Linked DNA regions of Zea mays: all the other regions are linked to region 1. Evidence: chromatin contacts called from public Hi-C data. All regions are on one chromosome and are shown on one strand. Each heading gives the region's core, a stretch centred on a gene start, on an enhancer-like site or on the middle of the called end of the contact. The rest is flanking DNA. Distances are from core to core; before and after follow the strand shown. Region 1 holds the start of LOC103634935. Region 2 holds the start of LOC542007 (SSRP1 protein). Region 3 holds the start of LOC103634933.

What was found. Hi-C and Micro-C count contacts between places; a contact is called where the count stands out from the background.
Region 2: a contact with region 1 is called in a Hi-C map of ear, with 2.9 times the contacts expected there. The contact joins the promoter of LOC542007 here to the promoter of LOC103634935 in region 1. A contact is called at or near these places in 2 of 25 Hi-C or Micro-C datasets (ear and tassel).
Region 3: a Hi-C map of ear shows a contact between it and region 1, with 2.5 times the contacts expected there. The contact joins the promoter of LOC103634933 here to the promoter of LOC103634935 in region 1. A contact is called at or near these places in 5 of 25 Hi-C or Micro-C datasets (ear, endosperm, leaf and 1 more).

The regions. Positions count from the first base shown.
Region 1 is chr8:22,771,611-22,776,213 of Zm-B73-REFERENCE-NAM-5.0, reverse strand. It overlaps LOC103634935, which reads right to left and starts at 2,761. Exons shown (of 5, transcript XM_008657513.4): 1 at 2,156-2,761. The coding sequence starts at 2,608.
Region 2 is chr8:22,414,669-22,419,271 of Zm-B73-REFERENCE-NAM-5.0, reverse strand. LOC542007 (SSRP1 protein) reads left to right here and starts at 2,662. Exons shown (of 16, transcript NM_001347364.2): 1 at 2,662-2,862; 2 at 3,938-4,123. The coding sequence starts at 2,809.
Region 3 is chr8:22,464,667-22,469,269 of Zm-B73-REFERENCE-NAM-5.0, reverse strand. It overlaps LOC103634933, which reads left to right and starts at 2,716. Exons shown (of 5, transcript XR_557015.4): 1 at 2,716-3,098; 2 at 3,253-3,452; 3 at 3,671-3,908; 4 at 3,985-4,036; 5 at 4,225-4,593. It also overlaps a transcript of LOC100280975 not described here.

The DNA of each region.
Region 1 (4,603 bases), core at 1,512-4,011:
GCTTAAAATTTAAATGTACCCTAGATAGGACCTCACCTGCACTTTCTCATTGAATTCTTTTTTAAAATCTCAATGAAATCATCTTTTTAAAAGGGCTTGTATGATGAAATAAGCAAATCCACAGTAACACTTAGTTTGTCAAGGTTAAGATGTTTACATCCAATTCAGACTGCAGAGTATGAACAAACGTAAGTAGTGTCGAGGACCTGACCATTTAATCAGGTCTACAAGGTCGTAATTGCAACCATGATCATCCACCATACACAGGACATGTACCACAAGATTTTTTTCAACAATTCACTCAACTTTATACTTGCCAGTAGATAAAAGTTAGTAATGTTTTAGAATACATGTAATCAATGCGATTTAATCTTGACCAACATTATCTTTATAGGTATATAAATTGATCATATGCAAATAATAAACATATTTTTCCTGAAAAAAAATACTTCAATGATATTAAAACATATATTATGTGATAATAGGATAATAAACACATGTTTTAGCCATTTAACCGACTCAACAAATAGTTTATCTAAAAGTAGGCATATCATGATCTAACAACAATGGGTGTTACTCATAACAAAACAAGTACAGTTATCCTCCATAGAACAAGCTGACAGTTGAGGAAATCAGAGAACACAACAACAACAGAGCATTTTAGTCCCAAGCAAGTTGGGATAGGCTAGAGTTGAAACACAATGAAAACCACAAGTCAAGGTTCAGACACACGAATAACTGTTTGCCATGCACTCCTATTCAGGCTAATTTTTTTTAGTATATTACATCATTTCAAGTCTCTTTTTACTGTCTCTTCTCATGTCAACTTCGGCTTTCCCCTGCCTCTCTTCCCATTGCTATCACGCCTTAGGATTCTACTATGCACTAGCCTATCAACCGGTATTGGATAAGTTATTCTTCAATTAGTGCTACCTCTAGCCTATCAAGAAAAGGAATGCAGTGTTTTGTTCCAACACTACTGAACTGAAGTGATCTTGAATGCAGTATTTTGGAACTACACTCGCCAAGTAATATTGCACCCTGCGAAACAGCGAACGACTCAGAAAATAGGGTTTCATATTTCAATTCTAATGCTAACCACAATATCTATGATCAATAAGCACTAAAGCTACCCACTTCAAACATAGTGCACCACTCTGTCTACTAAAGCAACATTTTACAGTCTTAATTCTGAATTGATCTTGAACTAACAAGTGAACAATATGCTGCTACATTTGGTAACTTCATTCAATCCTAAATGAACTATCAAGAGCACAAGTGCTGTTAGTAGATATACTGTATCGCTACACCTCATACCTTACAAAAAAAGTAAAGAAATAAATAAAGGAGCATTGCAGAACTGTCTAAGAATCGCCTTATTTATCTGCAACGTGAGGGTTCAATCTACATCAACCTGATAAGGAGTATTAGAGTTAACTCCAACTCTCCAAGAAAAAAGAAGCAGATCTTTAAATCCTGCTATTTGATAAGAGATGCAACTTTGAACACCTTTTTTGAAACACAAATGGCAGGACCTCTGCCTTTCATTAAAGAGGGAAAAGAGTTATAGAACAAAGATCACAGATCACACATGGCAAGGTGGGTAAGTTCTTGAGTTTTGCATAGAAATTTGTGATTCCCCAATATAGTGTGTGTACCTGCACGTACATGTGGAAGGACGAAGGATTCATTCTCCTTAGTTTGGTTTACTTCTAAGTTTTAGGCAAGGTGACAGTATGAAGTTAAGTTCTATACGTGAGCACCAGCGCAACTAGGATACCTGGCATTTCATGCCCATATGTTAAAACCAAAATGGCAAAATTCTATAGGCGTCCTAGTAGGTAGTAGCCCTCATCAGGCGTGCATCATTGAAGCCAAATTGGCGTCGGAAATGCGCATTTGAAGCCCTAATCTATCCCTAGATTGCAACCTGAGCAAAGAAACAGGCGAGGAATCAACAGCAGGTAGCTTTGATTTTCATTGGTCACCCGCCACATTGCAAGCAGCAGCAACACTTGTCGTCCAAGCAGCTAGGCTGCAGCCTACGTTTAACTCGCAGACAGACACACTGAAAGAGAGAGGAAGCAAAGGCATGTAGACTGTAGAGCCCTGGGCCTGGCAGAAGCAAGCAGAAGGGTAATGCGGTGCGGCGCACCTGCTCGATGGTGAGGCACTGCGCCTCGCTGGCCCGCGCGAGGTCGTCGTACCGCGCGTGGATCCGCCGCTGCAGCACGCCCGCCACGGAGGCTAGCGGGAACTGCGGCCGGCGGGGCAGCAGCTCCTCCTTCCCCGTCGCCTTCGCGGCGGCCCCGTCCGCGCCGTCGCCACCACCACCCTCCGACGCCGCCCCCTCCTCCTGCTGCTGCCGCTTCCTCCGCGCTCTCCTCCTCCTCCGCTGGCTCTGCCGCCTCTCCCCACCGCCTCCTTCCTCCTCCTCCTCCTCCGCCTCCGCCTCCTCCGCGGCGGCCGGCTCGAGCGGCGGCGGCGGCGGGACGTGCTGCCGGGGCCTGCGGCGGCCGCGGATGCGGCGGTAGAGCGCTGCCGCGGCGAGGACGAAGTTGAGGAGGATGATCCCCGCCAGCACTAGCGTCTGCGTCGGTGCGGCCATTGGCGGCAGGCGCGCGTCATCCCCAGACGCCGGCCGGGCGTGCTGCGGTCTCCACTCGCTTCTTTTTTTTTATTTCTTGCTTCTCTTCCGCCACTTCCTTTTTTTTTGTCGCGGGAGTGCGCGCGCCGTGTGCTTGTGTGGGCAGAGGCGGACTACACACTATGGCCGCGTTTGGATCCAGCAGATTTCTAGAATCTAGACACTGCACATTATCTAAGATAGCGTTTGGTTTCAGCCTGTTAATTAATGTATAACTTTATTTAATATAGAGTCTTTTAAGGGTCTCTAATGTTCTAAGTAAAAAAAAATATTGAGACGGATACTTCGTTAAGGACCTGTCTTTTCACGAGTTTCTATATACACTGTCTTTTCACGAGTTTCCATATACATTGTCTTTTTAGTTGCATTAATGATCCAAAGTCTTAGGGTTGTACCACATAGGCCGCGTTTGGTTCCATGAAATAATGAGAATCCGGCATGAAAATTCAGAAGAGTAACCAAACCGAGTGTGTTTTATACCTTGGATATCGCGACGCAAGAGAGAATCCAGTACCTGCCCATCTAACTGGATAGTCTTGGATAACGTGAAGAGCTAGATTTTAAAAATCCGTTGAGATCCAAACGGGGCCATAATCTCTTAGTCGTCTTTTATACTTGGAAAACCGAACTGGTGTCTTAAATTGCACATGCCCTTCGGATGAAAGACTTTGTTCTAAGGAGTGTCTCCTCCGAGAAATTTTGAGGAGCCAAATTATTTCAACATTTAACTATAATTTTCTATTTTTATAACCACTTCATCTATATAGAATCAATCCAAATAACAAAAAATTGGAAGCAGACAATGGCCACCATTTGCAGCATCCACGCCTTTCCACAGGAAGAACCTATAAACTTTGTCAATTTGCTTCCTGGTCAGATGATAGGTCATCATGGAGGAGAGCACCATGGTGGTGACCAACGTGAGGCACCCTCCTCGGTTGAGGAGGCTTCCTTTCAGGCCCGCGAGTCACTTTCCAATTTTTTCCAAAGGGCTTGGAAATGATTTTTCAGAAGCCTAGTTTGGAGTTGGAGGCCAAGGTATCGGCAGGAGGAGGTCATGTGACTGCCTAGGAACGGTTGGAGGATGTCCGTCAAATCCATGTTCTCGTAGCTGATCGGGTGAAGCGAGTTTTTTCCGAAGTTTATGGTGAGACCCGTGGCGTCTTCAAAAGCATGGAGGATTTGCTTAATAGATTGAAGTTGATCCGTAGACGGGTTTACGAATATCACAGCATCGTCAACATAGAGCGAAGTTCTCAATTTTACTACAGCAAGGGAGAGGGGTGTGAGCACTCCATGTTGTGTGGCAAGGTCTAGAATCCTCTGGAGTGGATTGATGACGAGGATGAACAACATAGGAGTGAGAGGGTCTCCTTGTCATACCCCTAGCTTGTGGTCGAAGCAGCCGCTAGAGATTTGGAGTTTGCTGTACCAAAATCACGGGCCTGAAAAATCTCTAATAGGTAGTGTTAGCTACATGTCCCCTGTAATGGGCTACCTGTCTCCTGTAATGGGCCTGGCCCAGTATTGTGCTCTATTAATATACTATACCCAATCCATCCTAGGTTAGGGTTTCTCTATGTTCAATATGGTACCAGAGCTACAATAACGTTTCCTCCCTCTCCTCTCCCCTCCCAACCGCTAGCCGCCAGCCACCTCCCTCCCAGTCGCCGGCCACCCTCCCCTCGCCGGCTGGTCGCCGCCGGCTGCGCCTGTGCCCCCGCGCAAGGGCTACCCGCTGCGGCGCCACTCCTCGCTGTGCTCTACCTCTTTCGGCCAGAGCAGCAGCCGCCGCCAACACCGCACGTCTCCCCTCCCTTCCCCAGCCTCTGCCGCCGACCATCCCTGCCCCCTGCCTCTACGCCGCCCGTGCGCGCACTCCTCCCTGCCAGGCTGCACCGCCCTCTAACGGGTCTGCGCCGCCACCGGTCGTCCCTGACGTGCCCCCGCCCATGG
Region 2 (4,603 bases), core at 1,413-3,912, 360 kb after region 1:
AAATTTATGTATGGCTAGGATCACAAATACATTATGAAATATTTTCTTATAACAATATAAGACACATTTTGTATATAAGTTATCATGGTATTATATGTTCCCGTTGCAACGCACGAGTACTGACCTAGTATATAGAAGAATCTCTTAGAAGAATGTATTTAGATATGAATATGAATATTAAATATGAATAAGGTATATAGGAGTGAGATTCATCGATTAAGCACGCTAGGCAAGCGTGCACGCCTCACTTATTGGGCTAGTTTGAATTCTCATTTTTTTTTCTTAGGATCTCTCTATTTTCCTAACATGAAAATCTCTGCGAGTATGATTTGAATGAGATATTTAGGGTGTGTTTGGTTTGAGGAATCACTACATCCTAAATGTGGTGGTGCATCATGAGTCCATTCCTCAAATTTGGTGGGATGACCTCATTCTTCATATTAGTACTAACTAAATAACTATAAGGAATGAGGTGATGATGGATCAACTCAATCCATTCCACAAACCAAACAAAAAAAGTGAGGAGTGTGAAGACGATGGACTAGCTCATTCCTCAAACCAAACAGCTTATTAATTATTTGTAGAAGGAAAATCTCTGCGAGTATGATTTGAATGAGATATTTAATTATTTGTGGAATGATTCCCTCCATGGGTTTATCGTCTGTCCGGGTGTAGGGATGGTAATTTAACTTGTAAACCTGAAACCCGACAGTGTGAATACGAGTGAAGATTTTGACCCACGAGTGTGACCCATATTCAACACGATGTTTTGCAGGTATAGGAGCGAGTTTCTATTTCACCCGTGGGTGGTCTATACCCGACCCAAAATTTATTCCATTATTTATTTTACACATAAACGACTAAGATACAATTGTAATTATTTTGAATAAATAACTCGGCTAATGATTTATAAAATGTTTTGTTGCTACGTAAGGTGAGAAGTTTTAAAATTCATATATATATATATAACTTAATTATTAATGGTAATTAATTATTTATAGCTAAATTATTGTTTATAAGTGTTTAATGAGTAAAAACTCATTGGTGATCTGAAACACACTCGAAAAGCCGACATGTTCAGATATAAGTATGGAATGATATTCGTGAGTGCGGTCATGAATAGTGCTGCGAATATGGGTTGGGATTTTTAGGCCAGCACGAGCACGGCCTGAAAATAGAAGCCCAAAGCATGGTTCGACACGAAATAATATGGGTCGGGCTAGCACGGCCCGAAGGCGGACCTGGACCGGGCCTCAAATTCCGGCCCGTCAGGCCCCCGACACGACCCAATTAAGCCCAATCTGTCTAATTTCTTTAATTTAATAAGATATCGAATTTATATTGTTGCTATATTGGGAGTTTATGTGGTTAAATGATGCTAGAATTGTTTAATATCTTTAATTTAGTAAGTTGTGGACTTTATATGCTTGTAATATTTTATTTTTATGTGGTCAAATATACAGGTCGGGCTTGGACCGGTACGGCCCAACGAAGGCACGACGTGGTTTAGGGCCGGGCTGGGCTGGGCCACTGTTTTTATAATTCAGGCTAACACGGCACGACCCTAAAGTTTTTGGGCTTTTCGGGCCCGAGCCTGTTTGGCACGAAGCACAATGGGCTTGGGCCGGGCCGGTCCAATTCCCAGCACTAGTCATGAACGAGCCTTTGTACCCGACTTCGGGCCGCTCGGCCCGACCCAAAAAGGCCCGACACGTTTAATTTCGGGCCGGCCCGACCCAGTATTAATTTCGGGCCGTGTCGTGCCGGCCCACGGGCCGACCCCTCGACCCACGACCTGACCTGTATTAAGCTAAACGTGCCGGGCTTTAAACGGGCGGCCCGAAAATAGTAAAGGCCCGAAATACAAAAATAGCCCGAAATACACATTTGGATCCGAAATAAAAAAATCGAGCCCAGAATACAGGGGCGCGCGCAGGCTCCGCCGCTCCGGTCGCGCTCGGGCAGTCGCGCAGGGGCGGCTCCGGTCTCCGGACGGCGGTCGCGCGCAGGGGCGGCTCCGCGGCAGGGGCGGCTCTGCGGTAGGTGCGCACGGTCGCGCTCGGCTCCACGGCAGGGGCGGCTCTGCGGCCGGCCGGGCAGGTCGCGCTCTGGTCGCCGAGTCGCTTGCAGTTCGTCGGCCGGGAGTGAGAGAGACAGGAGGGAGAGACGGCGGCCGCCTGCCGGACACGGAGAGACAAAGACGGACTTCGAGAGATTTAGGGTTTCTACTTACTGGGCGGCTGGGCGCAAGACATAAACGGATAAATGGGCCTCGCCTTCGCTGTCCCATGCGTGACAAGGACTATGCGGGCGTGAAATTATTTTGGGCCTTTTCGTGCCTGTTACCGGGCCATTTCGGGTCTGCTTAAACGGGCCGGGCTCGTGCCCGCCCGTGGGTCTCGGCCTCGGCCCAAACACGGCCCGATGCATCGTGCTGAGTTTGGGCCGAGCTTTTTTTTTTCGTGCTTCGTGCCCGCCCATTAAGCCCGGCCTAAATGTACACATATACATAAACCCGATCCAATCCGTTGTCATCTTAGCTCGGCGGGGACGCCGTGCGTACTGGGCGGCTTTTGACAGTGACAGATGGGACCCACACGTCGGTGAGATGGCGACCAATTTCGCTGTGGCTCTATATGACAAAAACCCTCGCTGCGCCGCGCGCTCCCCTCTACCGCCTCCGCACCGCAGAGCCGCAGCCAAGCAAGCTGCGCCCCTGGACTTGGCCTCACCGGTGAAGCGGAGCTTGAGGATAGGCGGTGCTCGGGAGATACCAAGCGGTCGGCCGCAGGCGCCACGTCGGCGGAGATGACGGACGGTCACCACTTCAACAACATCCTCCTCGGAGGGCGCGGCGGCACAGTAAGCTCATCAGCCGCCGTCGCTTGGTCGATTCTAGTTTTTTTTTTCTTTACAAAATAGGATATAGCAGATGACATCTTGGCTGGCGAACTTCTAATAAGCTAGCGATTTTAACTGGTTAGCCCATTTATTCCCGACGATTTGCTGCGTCCGACTATTGGTCGGCTTTTAGGGTTTGCGTTGCATTTCAGGCCAAATTTTGCTTGCTTTTGTTTTCCTGATCCATTTGGTTGGCTCAGGTGCTTGGTTGGGGCATTTTTCTCACCCTGGCTTGTTGGATTTCGCTGTTGTGGCTTGGGTTTGGCTAATTTGCGGCGAAACCCTAGATTCTATGGTGGGTTGGGGGGTTAGAGTTTTTTCTAGGCCTGACAGCTGCAGAATACAAGGACGTCTACATCTACTGGGTAGGAAATTGCAAATCTCTTCTCTGGTTTTGAAGCTTACAAGAAGAATATAATACATTACAACAGGATGCCTTTGTAGCCCCTTCTCTGTACGGCAGGGAAAAAAGCACTCTTTGTGCCTATCAAATTATTGTGTTTCCATTGATGCAGAATTAACATTCGCCATGTTATCGATATATTTTTTGCGTGCTTACCTTGATATATAAAACAATGCTGGCCCTAATCTAGATCCTATAAGACATGGAACACTCTCACAACTCATGCATTGAAAGATGATCTAGTAATAATTTTATCTGACGCCTGACCATCTTTGTTATACCTATACTTATGAATCCTGAGACTAAATGTTATGCATCCCTTACATTTAAGATCTATTACTGTTTCTGCCCCTGTGTTTGGCTGTTTGCTGCTCTTGAATGGTATAGGATTCATTACTTTTTATGAACTTCTAAAATGTTGACTAGGGATGCAAGTGGGTAACTAATGGTGTTTTCAGGTCAGCTAACTAATTACTGTCAAATGCCATTCTATTTCATTTTTTCACTCCCTCAAACTATGGAAATTCCATTCTAGTTCATTGATCAATTTTTTGGTTCGACCCGATGACCCAAAATAGTTTAAACTTGCATCCCTGATATTGGCATACTGTCATGAACCTTGCACCTATGCAGAACCCTGGTCAGTTTAAAGTGCATTCTGGTGGACTTGCATGGAAGAGACAAGGTGGAGGAAAGACCATTGAGATCGACAAAGCTGATGTAACTGCAGTTACTTGGATGAAAGTCCCCAGAGCATATCAGCTTGGAGTCAGGATTAAGGCTGGCCTGTTCTACAGATTTATTGGCTTCCGTGAACAGGTTTCGTCGTCCCCCCTCCTCCTCCTAATATTATGTAGTTTATTAATGTTGTTGATATTTGAAATAAAGGGGCTGCTGCATCTGGAGAATCATGCATTTAGAACACTCTTGAATCTGGATACATTTCTCAGTAAAATTAGAATATATTTGTAGTACCACTAGTTCTGTCTAGTTTTCTTAGATTTTTGTCATTCCACATTACTGACCAGATTTTCTATCTTAATATGGCATATGATTTGAATATCTCTTTAATATGAGTTAGATCATGGAAAAGGAGAATGCTTAGTTTGCCCAAGTTACTCTGCTGTGAGACTCAGTTTCTGACTTGCTATATGTGGTGCCTTATTTTGGTATATATTTTTCACGTGTCGATTAAACCTTGAACAGTTCCATCTTTATATCCACTAAAGCAAAATCTTCTTGTTCAACTTCAAATTAAGGTGAACAATTACTATAGTCTTTCATGCCACTTGGATTGCC
Region 3 (4,603 bases), core at 1,467-3,966, 310 kb after region 1:
TACCGGCTATTGTTAAGACATTTCCTTCTTTTCTCTTGATAGTCTGAAAATATTTTATTTCTGTGAGTATAGTGTTTGTGGTGCAACTATCCACAAGACATAATTCCTCTTCTAATGGATTGTCTTCGGTTGACATCGTTCTTCCTTCCCTGTTCGTCTCTTCTTCTTCTGGCGAGAGCGGGTGCTGATAACATGTTAGAAAACGAAGGGACTGAAGCAAATGATGCGTATACTTTTCATTCGATGGTGGTGTGTATTTATACATAGTGAAACGACAGAAAACTTGTCCGTTCGCTATGGACGGTTTCCTCGTCGTAGGAGAGAGAGAGAGGGATGCCTGTTCGGGAACAGGATTTATATTAAGGAATATTATTAACACTAATTCTATTAACTAATGACCGTCGATCTTGATTAATCTCCACCTTCGATATTAAGTGTGTTTCTTCCTCCGAATTTTTGACATGGACGAAATCTTTTTTTTCTTAACACAGGATAGCTAGCTAGAGATCATACACGTCTTCTCGGGATAGCAAACACGAATCGACTAAACGCATCATGTTGATGTTCACAATTACTACTGATCAAAGGGTTCACATGGTGATATGGGTGTGTGCGTCTTGTTATATGTCTACTCCATTATCCATGTCAGCACGTAACCTATATTTTTATAAAATCTCACTAGCTCACCATTATTTATTGCACCTAAGAACCAACCATTGCTAATCCCATACGCACGACGATTCAACGGAACGCACTGGTTGGTTGTTGCGCGTTCACCCGGACGATTTGTAGTTCGGGGTTTATATTTGTAGAAATTGGGAAAATATCTCACTCCCTTTAGGTTGGGTGGACCTTCCGCATAATTTGATTATTGAGGATGAGCGGAGAAGATTATATGATGTGGGCAACTATAAGACAGTCGAATCCTCAATTGCAGGATCAACCGTCACCCCTGAAGCACTAATAAGCTTTGAAGTCATCCTTTGATGGAGCATATTTAGGATCTGCACCATAGAAATTGTATTTTATTATTTTATGAGTTATGTGATTTTTTATTTTCTTCAAATAATGTTAGTTTTAGTTTTTATGCATTGTGTAGTTTTTATTTTTAATTTGGCCCGCATAATGTGTAATTTTCTTTACGAACTAAATGTCTTTTTGTTTGCTTATTTAAGTGTTCGATTAACTAAACTATTTTTCCATAAGAAAAACTATTGTGCAATCAAGCTTCTCAAGCCAACGTCGTGCAAAAAAATATCAAAAGTCATAAAAACTCTAAAAAATCTTTATATGCGTTTAGTATTTATTTTAACAATATACCAAATTTAAGTTTTCATTTTTATGTTAAGAGATACAAAAAGTTAAAATTCTATCATTTTTCAAATTTTCATATTGGATAGAATTTTTGTCTTGTTATATCTCTTAACTTATGATGAATTATAAATTAAAATTTAGTATATTGATAGAGTAAATAATAAATTATATCTATAATTTTTGAGATTTTTTTATAAGATGGTGTTTGGCAGAGCTCCCACAGCTTCGCTCCAAGCGAGAATCACTCTTGCCAAGCTAAATGATAAAAATCTGAGCTTCAAAGTGGAAGTGGAGTGAATCTTATCTCTACTTTGTACTAGAAAGTGTGAGAAAAAAAAAACTTACTTTCTACCACTTTCAACCTGCTCCTCACTCTTTAACCCCTCAGGAATCACTTCACAGCCTATGCCAAACGGTTTTCGTCAAATAGATTCATAGAGAACTCAGAATCACTCTATTAGAGAATCAACTCTCGGAGCTAGAGAATCATGAAGCTGAGCTCTACCAAACAAGTCCTAACTTTTGATAGTCTGACTGTATGGAAAATACACGGAAAACTTGGCTGCGCAATAGTATTTGATCTTTAGCATTTTTTAAAGTTTTACTCGGATTATCGCGCTATCTCACACAAAGTCACAAAGAGATGTGATGAGAGCTGCCGCATGATTCTCTAGCTTTGAGAGCTAATTCTTCAATAGAGATTCCAAATGATTTTCAAGTAGAAGTGAATTCAACAAAAATTGTTTGGCAAATTGTGTGTGAAGTGATTTATGAGGAGTTGTAGTGTGGGAAGCAGGTTAGGAGCAGCGGGAAGCAGGTTTTTTTAGCTCCCACTATAGTACAAAATCTATAGTACAAAATGAAGACCGGATTCACCTACTGCCACCATGGCTGCTCGGATTTATTGACCGACAAGGAAAATATTGCCTATATTTGCTGGTGCTTGCATCGTGAAATGCAATGAGCTGGTGTTTGGTTGTTGTCAACCAAGCTCTACTTGTGTGAGGTGTGTGTTTGATTACCTGCGTGCAGATATGGAGCCAGGCTCGCACGATACTCAAAGCGCCCTGGAGCAGGCTCTGCAGACGCGAGTAAATTGGTCGCATCTCTGGAGCTAGGCTCCCGTCGGTCTAGCTCATACAGGCACCGTCGGTCTAGCTCATACAAGCAGGCTACGGAGAGAAGCCAACCAAACATACCAATAGAGAATGTCCAGCTGCAGCTCGCTCATTGCAGTAAGTTCTAGAGATCATTCGGTTAGCTCGTGTGTATGTCTTAAGACCAATTTTTGTGTGAATTCAACAATACCTGTTTATTTCTATTTATTTTCTTTATTCAATGGTTTGTTCATCGATACAAAATGCCGTTGCTAGCGATTTTAGATACTCGAGTCCATTGCATGTGGAAATCTGTGCAGTGTTTATTACTCTATTAGGACTGGTTTGGCAGCCCAAAATCCGGCCGGTTTCCTGGCCTTTTCTCCTGGAAGAAAGCCCACCAGAAGATTGTCCTCGGATTATTCATGTGTGTCATTTGGCAGCCCAATCTCGTGCAGAGATTTGTCCCATTTTCCCGTCGGAAACAACCCTGGCCTTAGGAGGCCAGGCGATTCTCCGCCGCCTCGTCTCGTCTTCGCTATGCACCACGAGCGCCTCCGCCGCTCCAACGCTCCAACGCTTGAGCGCCTCCAACGCCACTCCAACGCCACGAGCGCCTCCGCCGCTCCACCGAACAACTCCAACGCCACTCCAGCTCTTGCAGCAGTAGAACTCTACTGCAGCCAGGTACGCGTGTTTCTGAGCCGGGGGCGCGGGGGTTAAGCCGGGGTCGCGGGGGTTAGCAAAGATTTCATCGATTGGTTTCTGCCGACCTGCATCTTCGTTTGATTCTGGTTTGCCTCTCTGATCCAGCTACGACACCCTGCGCCTGCCGCACTAGGTACATTTGATTCTGGTTTCTGCCGCACAAGATCCGCTACCTCTTGGACCCGGACATCTACACCGACGGCAGGATCTCCGTGCAGGGCATCGACGCCGTGCTCTTCGCGCCGGACGACGCCAAGGCCACGCAGACCGTCGACCCGAACAGGAAGCCTCCTACCATCGTCACCCACAAGAAGAAGATCAAGCTCCGGCGAGGTCAGTACCTACCTACCTTCAGATCTGGACCTGCTCCTTTGTGTCCTCCGTCGACCTGAACAGGAAGTATCCCACCACCGCATTGTCCTTTTTTCAATAATAGCACCGAAATTTACAGTTCGTAATATCTAGATTGGGGAGGTCATTACATCAAAAAAAAGATTGGGGAGGTGTGTAGATTAATTTCACAACTGATCGCTAGCATCAATCAATGCCAGTTCATCTATTGCTCAACCTCAGTATTGGCCAACGTGAAAACATGGAGGTGAAGTGAAGCAAGTGGTAGTTGAGCATATGCTGGTGGTTGGTTGTCTTCATGAACATCTCTTTGATGGCTGATACCATTCCTGGGACTGCAAGCCAACACTGTCCTTTAACCCATGACCCATGAGCAACAATTTCTTCTTAACAACAGAGCATGATGTTAGAGAAATTTGGCTTCAAGCGCAAAATTAGGTATGCCATAACTTGAATCTACTAAGCATGCAATATTGTAGACTACAAGCATATAATATCATTTTTATAAATGTAGGTTGCTTCGTGGGAGTGATGCATGGCCTGAACAAATGATATGAGCAAATTTGGTATGTTCTTTCAAGCATCTTTATTTCAAATTTTACTTTAAATTACAATCTTCTCACCTAGAGCTAGTTGGCAATGGCTATATTTTTCTGCTGAGATCATTTAAGCTCTACACTTTGAGATATTCTAGATACTATAGTTGTTATTTGTTCCCTTGTACTAATCCTAGTTACATGTTATCTTTTTTCAGACAACTGCAGTTCTGTTATGGTGAATGGTGATTGTAGTTCAGTTTCAGCTCTAACCTATGAAAAATTGAATGGCAGTTGCACTAATCTGTTGGTGGAATGATTTTCCCAGTAATTTCCTGGACAAGCAGATCACTGAGAACCATCTACCTTATGAGAAATGATGCCTTGTATGGTTCAGTATAGTTCTTGTATTGCTGGTTTAAATTAATTCTTGTATGGCAGTTGCACTAAACTGAATGGCAGTTGCACTTTGAGATATTCTTCTATTGTTGGTTTAAAACCATGGTGACTTTCTTGTATGCATTCTGTATGCATTCTTGTTTAAAACCTGGTTGCTTATGTATGCATTCTTGTATGCCGTGTATGCATGGTGACTGT